3 separate regions of the Sus scrofa genome follow, and all the other regions are linked to region 1. The links are chromatin contacts, called in public HiChIP or PLAC-seq maps. All regions are on one chromosome and are shown on one strand. Each heading gives the region's core, a stretch centred on a gene start, on an enhancer-like site or on the middle of the called end of the contact. The rest is flanking DNA. Distances are from core to core; before and after follow the strand shown. Region 1 holds the start of RBM17 (splicing factor 45). Region 2 has its middle 17 kb from the start of IL15RA. Region 3 overlaps IL2RA (interleukin 2 receptor subunit alpha).

Region 1 (2,881 bases), core at 113-2,612:
CTACTCACTGTTCTAAACTGCACCGCGTCCATCTCTTGATAAGGTTCTAAAAAGAAAACACCCTCAGTTTAAGTTACTAATATCCTACACTCCCAAAATGTCTTTGTGTTTTATAATCAAAACGTCTGTGTCCTTCACCCCATAAAACTGGAAATTGACTCGCACTCTTTAAAAACTCTGTTGGAGGAGACGCAGTCCTCACCTACTTGAGGATGTTGCGTTTCGCCCTCGTCCAGAAGGTCCTACTTCCCACCCATCCGCCTGCCTCTAGCAATAAATCCCTTCCACGGCTCTCCACTACTGACTTCTCCCACCTTCTTGACCTGACCTGACCTGCCCTCTTCAAGCCTCTCTGCCTTTGCTGCAGTTTCCGAAACGCGCTAAGACGCTCGGCCTCTGCCGCTCTCGCACTTATTTCTTCTGCAGGAAACCGTTCCCCCATCTTGCACATCGAACCAAAGACCTCCAAGGTTCAGTTATAAGCCTCCTTCCCTCTTGGAAGCCTTTCCAGACCCCCCTCCAGTCCCTCAGATCAACCCATGCCTTTATGCTTGTTTCCCGAAAGACCAATCTTCCAGACTGCAAGGACAGAGGCTTATTTATCTTGCAGCCACTGTTCGTTGCTGACAAATGGTCTGGGTAAAGGGAGATGTTCAAAAGATGCTTGGCGATTGGACGTGAGAGCTGCAACGCCGCTTTGCACGGACGAGGGCAGCGCTAGAGCCGGAGTCCCGTCTTCCTGCGCGGCCAGGTGAACCCGGGTCTCTGAGAGATGTCCACACCTGGATTCCCCGCTCTGCGGCCGGGGGAGGAAACGGCTTCCTTCCTCTGCACCCTCCAACCGGGAGGGGTGCAAGCGTTCGGGGCCACAGGTGACCCAGGCCTGCCCACCAGGTCACGGACCGGGCAACTTTCCCCAAACACGCCCGCGGGGCCAGAAGAGACGAGGACACACAGACGGAAAATGAGAATCCGGGAGAGGAGACCGGGCCCGATAACCCGGGCAAATAAGGGAAAGGGGCGGCGGGGCGCGAAGGGAGACGCGGAGAGTCGGCCGGGGCCAGGCCGCCTGAGGCGAGGGGATGGCGGCCGGGGGACGGCCTGGGACCCCCGGCCCTCACGGCGCGGCCGAAAGCGGCGGCCTCGCGTCCAGCGCCGCCCGGGAGGCGCTCGCCCCCTGCCCCGGGCGCCACTTACCCGGTCCGCCCGGCCGACGCTCCCGGGCGGCCACGCACCGGGGCCGACGCGCCGCGGAGACGGCGGGCAGAGCGCTCGGCGTCAGCCCCCGACGGCCGGACCGCTCCGGCGCCAACCCCTACGCAGAGTCCGCGGGCCGCGCGGCTGCGCGGGGTCACGGCGTGTGCGGCTGGGAGAGAGGCGCGCTGCGCCTGCGCCGAGGACGCCCGCCCCGCCGCGCGCCCCCTGTCCGCGGGAGGACCTCATCGCACCGCCACCGCGCCCGCGTCCCTCTCTCCCGCCAAAAGATGTCGCCGTGTCGCAAGGTTGCCACATTTCAGTAACACCCCCTCCCACTCCCCGCCATCGGGAGGAGGACGACTGGTGCAGGGCTGCGAAACCATCCCGCCGTTTGGGCAAAGCTGAAAATAAATGACAATAGGAGAGGTGACTGGGAAAACGAAGGGCTTCAGAAGAAATGGCCCAAAGCGCTGAAGTAAGTGTAGGACTAAGGAAACACAGGGAGGGTGTGGATGTTCTAAAGCGTCAAAGTTTAAAAACGACATAACAGAAGCTGGGAGGAAAAAGAAGGTGGAGTTCTGTGTAAATACGATTCTCACATCTGCGTTCAAAACTGTAGGCAAGGCCTTGTGTCCCTGTCCTTTGAAATAAAAGGCTTTGCCTTCCATAAGTCTCGAAAGGCTGGTTCGGGGAACTCCCGTTGTGGCTCAGTGGTTAACGAATCCGACTAGGAACCATGAGGTTGCGGGTTCAGTCCCTGCCCTTGCTCAGTGGGTTAAGGATCCGGCGTTGCCCGTGAGCTGTGGTGTAGGTTGCAGACGCGGCTCGGATCCCGCGTTGCTGTGGCTCTGGCGTAGGCCGGTGGCTACAGCTCCGATTTGACCCCTAGCCTGGGAACCTCCATATGCCGCGGGAGTGGCCCAAGAAATGGCAAAAAGACAAAAAAAAAAAAAAAAAAAAAAAAAAAAGGCTGGCTCAAAAGGTAATGCTTGTGTGAACTGGAGTTTGGCACTTGCCATCAGCCTCTACATGGATTAAATCATGAGCCACCGCACCTGCCAACCCACGGCACCCCCTGAGCAGAACTCTGGGTGAAAATCAGAGAGGCACTCTGTGCTTTGGGAAAACTGCAAGCACAGTTCTTCAGATAGATATTTTTAGGAGAAGATTTTATGTGCCCAATTCTTGCAAATTTTCATATCTAGAAAAACACTAAAATCCTTCATGGGGATGTCTGCTCCTTGTGACCTTCAGGAGAGAGCAACAAATTTTGCAAAATGGGTGTGTGCTGTATGCACCTCCCCTCCCCTTTATCGTATTCTGGTATCCCCCTTTCCTCTTTATCATATTCTGATATCCCCCTTTCCACTTGGGAGCAGCATTGCAGAGCTACCTGAAATACCACCACTTGGGCTGTAGTTAAGGATAAAACAAAGAATGTCAGGGTCATCCATGAATGCAGTCACCTCCCAGGGTGAGAGCGGGCGAGTCCTGCAGGCTGTGAAAACTCAGGATACAGGCCCCGACAGCAGAGGTGCATATCAAAGGAATGGTATCTGTGAGCCCAGGACTCTTTTGTTCCTGCTCCCGGCCCTTTGCTGCAAAAAGACTCCCGTGTATCCTAGCTCCTTCTTCACCGTCTTGGAGCAGTTTCTCAGGACTACCTGAGATGCTGTCTCCTGGA
Region 2 (2,881 bases), core at 164-2,663, 96 kb after region 1:
ATATTTTCAATGGAAAATAGGACAAGAATTAGCATTCAACATGTAAGCAGGCTTCCAAGTAAATACACGTTTTCTGTTCCATAAACATCACCTAAAAATGTTTCCCTCTAGAAGGTAAACAAGTATATCTGAGGAAACGGCATCGATTCTCTGTACTAATTTGACAACTTCCTTACTCATCTTTAGAGAATGAGTGTAGTTCATTTGCAATGTCCCTGAAGGCTTTTCCAAGAGTGTGGGCTCAGATGGGGATGCTTCTGGCAGGTGGGGATTTCAGGTTAAGTCAGGAATCAGAAAGAGAGAGCTGCTGAAATGTTCAATGCCAATCTCTTTGTTATTTCATTCCTCTTTTGAAGGAGTGCAGTGCAAACCCGTGTCCTCTTCATCTATAATAAGTTATCCTTCATATATGAGTTATTCTACTGATTTGAGGGTAGGATCAGAGGCTATTCCATGTGGAAAAACAGGCTAAGAACTGCCTTCATGCAGTCAGGTAAGGTGGATGGCTAAGAGCTTTCCACTACTTGGCTTGGAAGGGAAAGTTTGGCTTCAGCACTTTAGACTACCTCAAAGGAACAGAACTTAAGAGAGAAGTTATATAGTGTTTGAAATCATCAGTGGAGTAAATGCCTTAGAGCAAAGTGGTGAACGAGGAAGCAGTACCATTAATCCGTAAAGAGTAGAAGATGCAGCAGGAGATGTGCTGGCACCTCCCTGTCTTTCCATGCCCTGTTCTCTACTGTTAGGGGCTGAATCTTTGCCAACTACACTTCCCAGATGCTCTTGTCCCAGCCGCAGGCTAAGGTGGTTAATTGGAAGTTCTAAAAAGAGTTTGGAGGACAGATGAAAAAAGAGAAGCCATACTCCTTCCTGTCTGCGTCTAGTGGCATCTCCATCAGCCAGAGATGGCTGTGGGCTCAGCAGCCGTGGCAGCCCCAGTAAGGAGAGCAGCAGTTGGCTGCCATTACAGGGTCCAAAAATATATGCAGTTACCGCAGCACCGATTTCAGGGGCAGCCAAGTTTCCTCCATGATCAGCCCTAAGAATACTCCTGGTCTCATGTAACATCACCTCCTCCCCTGGTTCTTCCAGACCTGGCTTCCTGCAATACAAACCTTTTCTGTTTTGCTACTTTAGCCCTTTGGACACTTCTGTAACCAGATCCCTGTATAAAATGTGTCCCTTAGGCTCCCATTTCTGGCCAAGATGGAGGAATAGAGACTAAGTTTAGTCCCCATTCCCAAAACAACTAAAAAATGGGGGGGGGGATGAGATAACACTTTTCAAGACATTGAATGTGAGGCAGTGAAGGACATTAATCCCTAAGGAATGAGAAGCAAATGAGGTGAGCCTATGCTGGCCCTGGCTTGCTGCCCTGAGGAAGTCTCAGGTGTGGGGCAGGGAGAAGGGGCCCCCTCAGAGACCAGCAAACGTGATGATTTGGAGGGGGGGCTGAGTGTCCAGGGAGGCCCAGACCAGTCACAGCAAGGACACTGAGGAAAGAGCAGTACCGGGAGTGAACCTGAAACCTGCAGGTTCTGGAAAGACTGCTTTAGTGTTCTTCATTTCAGCAGAGTGCTGACCATCCAGTGCATGAGAGGAAACTACTCAGGCCAGGAAAAGAGCTGCCCTAAAGAACTGGAGGAAAAACACACAGCTCACATGGGCGTCAACAGTAATACCTGATCGACCAGCCAGCCTGAAGCAACACCTAATCCCATTATTCATGGGAGGGCTCAGAGGGGCCACCCCTAGACTGCAAATCCTAATCCCATTATTCATGGGAGGGCTCAGAGGGGCCACCCCTAGACTGCAAATCCTGCCTGACACAGCTTCAAAGCAAGACCCAAAAGGATCAAAGCGTATCCAAGCAATTAACTGTACCCCGGAACTAAGCTCAAGAATGTTTACAGGAAAGTAAAAAATACCCAGCAGCCAGCCAGATAAAATCTATGATCCAGTCAAGATATACAGCTATGCAAATAAGCAGGAACCTGTATGACTCACAAGGAGTAACGGTCAATCAAAACCAAAGTGGAACTGAGAGAAAGGTTAGAATTAGCAGCCAAGCACATTAAAACAGCAACAAAAACTTTATTCCATGTGTTTAAAAAGCTAGAGGAAAGATAATACATGTTAAGTGGAGACATGGAAGATATTTTTTTAAAAGATCCAAATCAAATTTCTACATATGAAACTTTAAATCTCAGACTAAAAATCCACTAGATAGGGATTAACAGCAGATTAAACACTGCAGAAGAAAAGATTAGTGAACTTGAAGAGACAGCAATAGAAACCAACCAAAGTAAAACACAGAGGAGAATAAAAGACTTGGGAAAAAAAATATCTGTGACTTCTGGAAAAGATTAAAAAGAAACCATGTATGCAAAATAAAACATAAAGGGGGAAAAGACAAAACAATACAAAACAAAACAAAAAAACCCTAGCACGTGAAAAGAGAGTCAACATCTTAGGGAAATGCAAATCAACAGTACAATAAGATGCTACCTCACACCCATCAGGATGGCTGCTATCAAAAAAGAGAAATAGGAGTTCCCACTGTGGTGCAGTAGAAACGAATCCAACTAGGAACCATGAGGTTGTGGGTTCAATCCCTGGCCTTGATCAGTGAGTTAAGGATCTGGCATTGCCGTGAGCTGTGGTGTAGGTTGCAGATGCAGCTCAGATCTGGTGTGGCTGGGGCTCTGGCGTAGGCCGGTAGCAACAGCTCCGATTAGACCCCTGGCCTGGGAACCTCCATATGCCATGGGTGTAGCTCTAAAAAAGACATAAGACAAAAACAAACACACAGAAAATAACAAGCGGTGGCAAAGAAGTGGAGAAATTGAAAGCCTGGTAGACCATTAGTAGGAATGTAAAA
Region 3 (2,881 bases), core at 105-2,604, 80 kb after region 1:
TGCGCCACGACGGGAACTCCTGCTCCGACTTTTAAATGAATTGCCTTCCGGACACAAAGGAGTGGGCGGGCTGCCGAGCTGACGGGGCTCATCATTCATGGTCGCACTCCTGCCATGTGTGATGCCATCAGGCGGACGGCCAGAATGGAGTCCCTCTGGGGGAGACTAATACACAAATTCCATCAGAAAATCTCAGTTGAGAAATACATCAGAGGCCATGGTCGTCTGGACAGGAAGCCCGACTGACAGGCTGGCGCTGGGCTGACCATGAACAGGCACAACCAAGAGCCCCCCCAAGTGCTTATCTTTATGACCCCAGTACCCCAATATTGGCTGGCAGGTCGTGGGCTCTAAAAACACCTTCTTTTTGAATGAATACACGAAGGGCATTTTCTCTTGTACACATTTGTGAAGTTATTTTCTTCATTTCACCCCTACTCCCTAGCCTCCCCGAGGATCCCCGTAAAACAAGTTACTCCTAGACCTGAAGAACAGAAGGAACGAAAAACCACAGAAACTCAGGGCCAGATGCAGCCCCCGAACCAAGCTAATCTTCCAGGTAAGAGGCAAACCATCCCCCTGCAGGTAGAGGAGATGCTGCCCTCAGGAGGCGTCTGTCCTCTTTCCTAAGGATGCCGTGTGGACAAGAAGCGGGTTTGCAGGCTGGTCACTCAGCACATCAAGCCACTCTGACAGCAGCCAACCTGGGTTCAGGGCTTCCTCTGGGTTTGGGAACCAGCCAAACAGAATTCAACTCCATTCAATCCAACTCAACTCACTTCACTTCACCAAGCACATCTGGGGACTACCTGCGGCCAGGAGATGCAGGCCTGACCAGACAGTGGTCCCCGTCCTCAAGGAGAGACTCTGTGCTGTCTCCTTACATACAAGACACTGAACTGCAAGCAGAGCAATTTCCTTCCAGATGTTTCTTACAGGACAGGGTTGGGCGAGACTTGAAGCTGCAGACAAAACATCTCCGAGCTAAGGGGCTGTGGGCAAGACAGGGCCGTGTTACCCAGCTGCTGCCCTAAATTCCCAACATAAATAACGCTGAAATCAAGCCACAATGTCAGGGAGAAATAGAGGCTGTTGGGAAACCTGAGCTTTGGGGGGACCCGCTGACCTTACAAGACCCTCTGGTCCTATGCTAATTTTACACCTTAGAGAGAGCTTTACAATGTTATAACCTCCTTGGAATCTCACAACCCAGAGAGTCAGGGAGCAGGACTTCAATTTACTGAAGAAATGGAGACATTTAAAGACTTGGCTAAAGACCTCAGGTCTCCTGAATGAGACGAGGGATCTTGCTGATAATTGAAACCAGTTCGAATTTATGTTCTTCTATTAATTATAAGAACAAAACACAACACTGTGACTCATCCAGGGACTATGGTGCAACATGCTGCTTCCAGCCCTTTTCACTCCAACTTCGTGCCAGAACGAGGTTTCAAAACCCACTTAATTATTTGTTTTTCTCTGCTTCTTGCCTCCACAATTATTAAAAGTTTTCTCATGGGGTCGGTGTTTGCTGTCCTTACCCAAGAGATGGCCAGCAGGCTCTGGCGAAGGGATGCTTCACAGATTGTTTTAATATGGAGGTTTTCACTCCACGGAAGCAAAGCTGAATTCAAGCAGGTTCAGATGGTGATGAATTTGACTGCCTGTAAAGACACTGCGTAGAGCAGAGCCCTCAGCTTCCTGCTGCATGGGGTTGTACAGGGTACTGGGGGAGATTACATTGGGTCCCTGGGGCTGTGGAAGGTCAGAACGTACATGCAGCTTCAAATTTCTGGGGTTAGGGGGACATGTGGTACCCGATGAGGGGTGGAGGTGGTTCTGGATTCAAATCAGAGCAGGAAATGATCTCTGGGGTTAAAGGTCAACCAGGTTTGGGGTTTTGTTGGGTGAGTGTAACATACTGGGTCTGGGGACTTTTCAGAGGTCTTAAAAGGGCTTGTCTAGATCCCACTTCAGGCATGGCTTGATCAGGGTGCAGGCTCCATTTCTCCAGGATGTCTTGGTACTCCCATCCTCCTGGCTTTGGATTGGCCCCCAGTCCTTCCGCCATGAGCCCAGGATGACCACCACCTGCAACTCGAGGATGTACCTCCTCACTTGGTCGTGGAGATCCATGTGGACCCCACATTTCATCAGCCCAGATTGGTTCAAGCCTGCCCTTAGCCCTCAGGGGAGACTAGTTTTTCCACACTCGTCCTCTTATCAAAGCCCCGCACCATCTTCAGAAGCGACTGCTCCTTCCTCTCCATTCCCAGAGCAAGGTCTCTGCCTCCGCTGTCACCCTCACGGTGTTCTGCCTGCATGTGCTTCCGTACCCAGTAGCCTCAGCGCCTTGCGGGGGGACTGTGTCTCTGTGCCTTTTCACAGAGTGCCTAGCAGAGGTCCTGACACATAAATGTTACCAACACTTATTGGCTGCAAGGAAGGAGGGGAGGCAGGGAGGACAAAGGAAAGAGTAAGAACCACAGTCAAGGCGTTCCCACTGTGGCTCAGCAGAAACAAACCCCACTAGTAACCATGAGGATCCGGGTTTGATCCCTGGCCTCGCTCTGTGGATTAAGGATCCGACGTTGCTGTGAGCTGTGGTGTAGGTCACAGACATGACGCAGAGCTGGCATTGCCGTGGCTGTGGTGAAGGCCAGGGGCTGCAGCTCCGATTCAACCCCTGGCCTGGGAACGTCCATATGCCACAGGTGCAGCCCTGATAAAAAAAAAAGAAAGAAAGAAAAAGAAAAAAACCACAAAGAACCAAGGTCAAGTCTCTAGGAAGAGGCGACTTGGACTCAGGCTGAGCGCCTCCTCACTTGTCTCGGAATGTCCTCTCCTTCCGCAGGTCACTGCAAGGAGCCCCCGCCGTGGG

Evidence for each region. HiChIP or PLAC-seq counts read pairs in DNA pulled down with a chosen protein or histone mark.
Region 2: a contact with region 1 is called in an H3K27ac HiChIP or PLAC-seq map of skeletal muscle. The contact joins the enhancer-like site here to the promoter of RBM17 in region 1. A contact is called at or near these places in 3 of 5 promoter capture datasets (fetal liver, liver and skeletal muscle), 30 of 47 Hi-C or Micro-C datasets (adipose tissue, alveolar macrophages, blood and 15 more) and 2 of 2 datasets of contacts at active chromatin or transcription factors (alveolar macrophages and skeletal muscle).
Region 3: an H3K27ac HiChIP or PLAC-seq map of skeletal muscle shows a contact between it and region 1, with 13 times the contacts expected there. The contact joins the enhancer-like site here to the promoter of RBM17 in region 1. A contact is called at or near these places in 4 of 5 promoter capture datasets (fetal liver, fetal skeletal muscle, liver and 1 more), 31 of 47 Hi-C or Micro-C datasets (adipose tissue, alveolar macrophages, blood and 15 more) and 2 of 2 datasets of contacts at active chromatin or transcription factors (alveolar macrophages and skeletal muscle).

The regions. Positions count from the first base shown.
Region 1 is chr10:64,907,644-64,910,524 of Sscrofa11.1, forward strand. It overlaps RBM17 (splicing factor 45), which reads right to left and starts at 1,363. Exons shown (of 12, transcript XM_003130822.6): 1 at 1,198-1,363.
Region 2 is chr10:65,003,853-65,006,733 of Sscrofa11.1, forward strand. No RefSeq gene overlaps it. Among named protein-coding and RNA genes, the nearest start is that of IL15RA, 17 kb to the right of the region's middle. Within about 2 kb of position 1,414, at least 5 of the 83 cell types and tissues checked have an H3K27ac peak or open chromatin away from gene starts, as enhancers often do. A contact at or near this core is called in skeletal muscle, where this site is marked.
Region 3 is chr10:64,987,512-64,990,392 of Sscrofa11.1, forward strand. IL2RA (interleukin 2 receptor subunit alpha) reads left to right here. Exons shown (of 8, transcript NM_213835.1): 3 at 446-559; 4 at 2,855-2,881. Among named protein-coding and RNA genes, the nearest start is that of IL15RA, 33 kb to the right of the region's middle. Within about 2 kb of position 1,355, at least 6 of the 83 cell types and tissues checked have an H3K27ac peak or open chromatin away from gene starts, as enhancers often do. A contact at or near this core is called in adipose tissue and skeletal muscle, where this site is marked.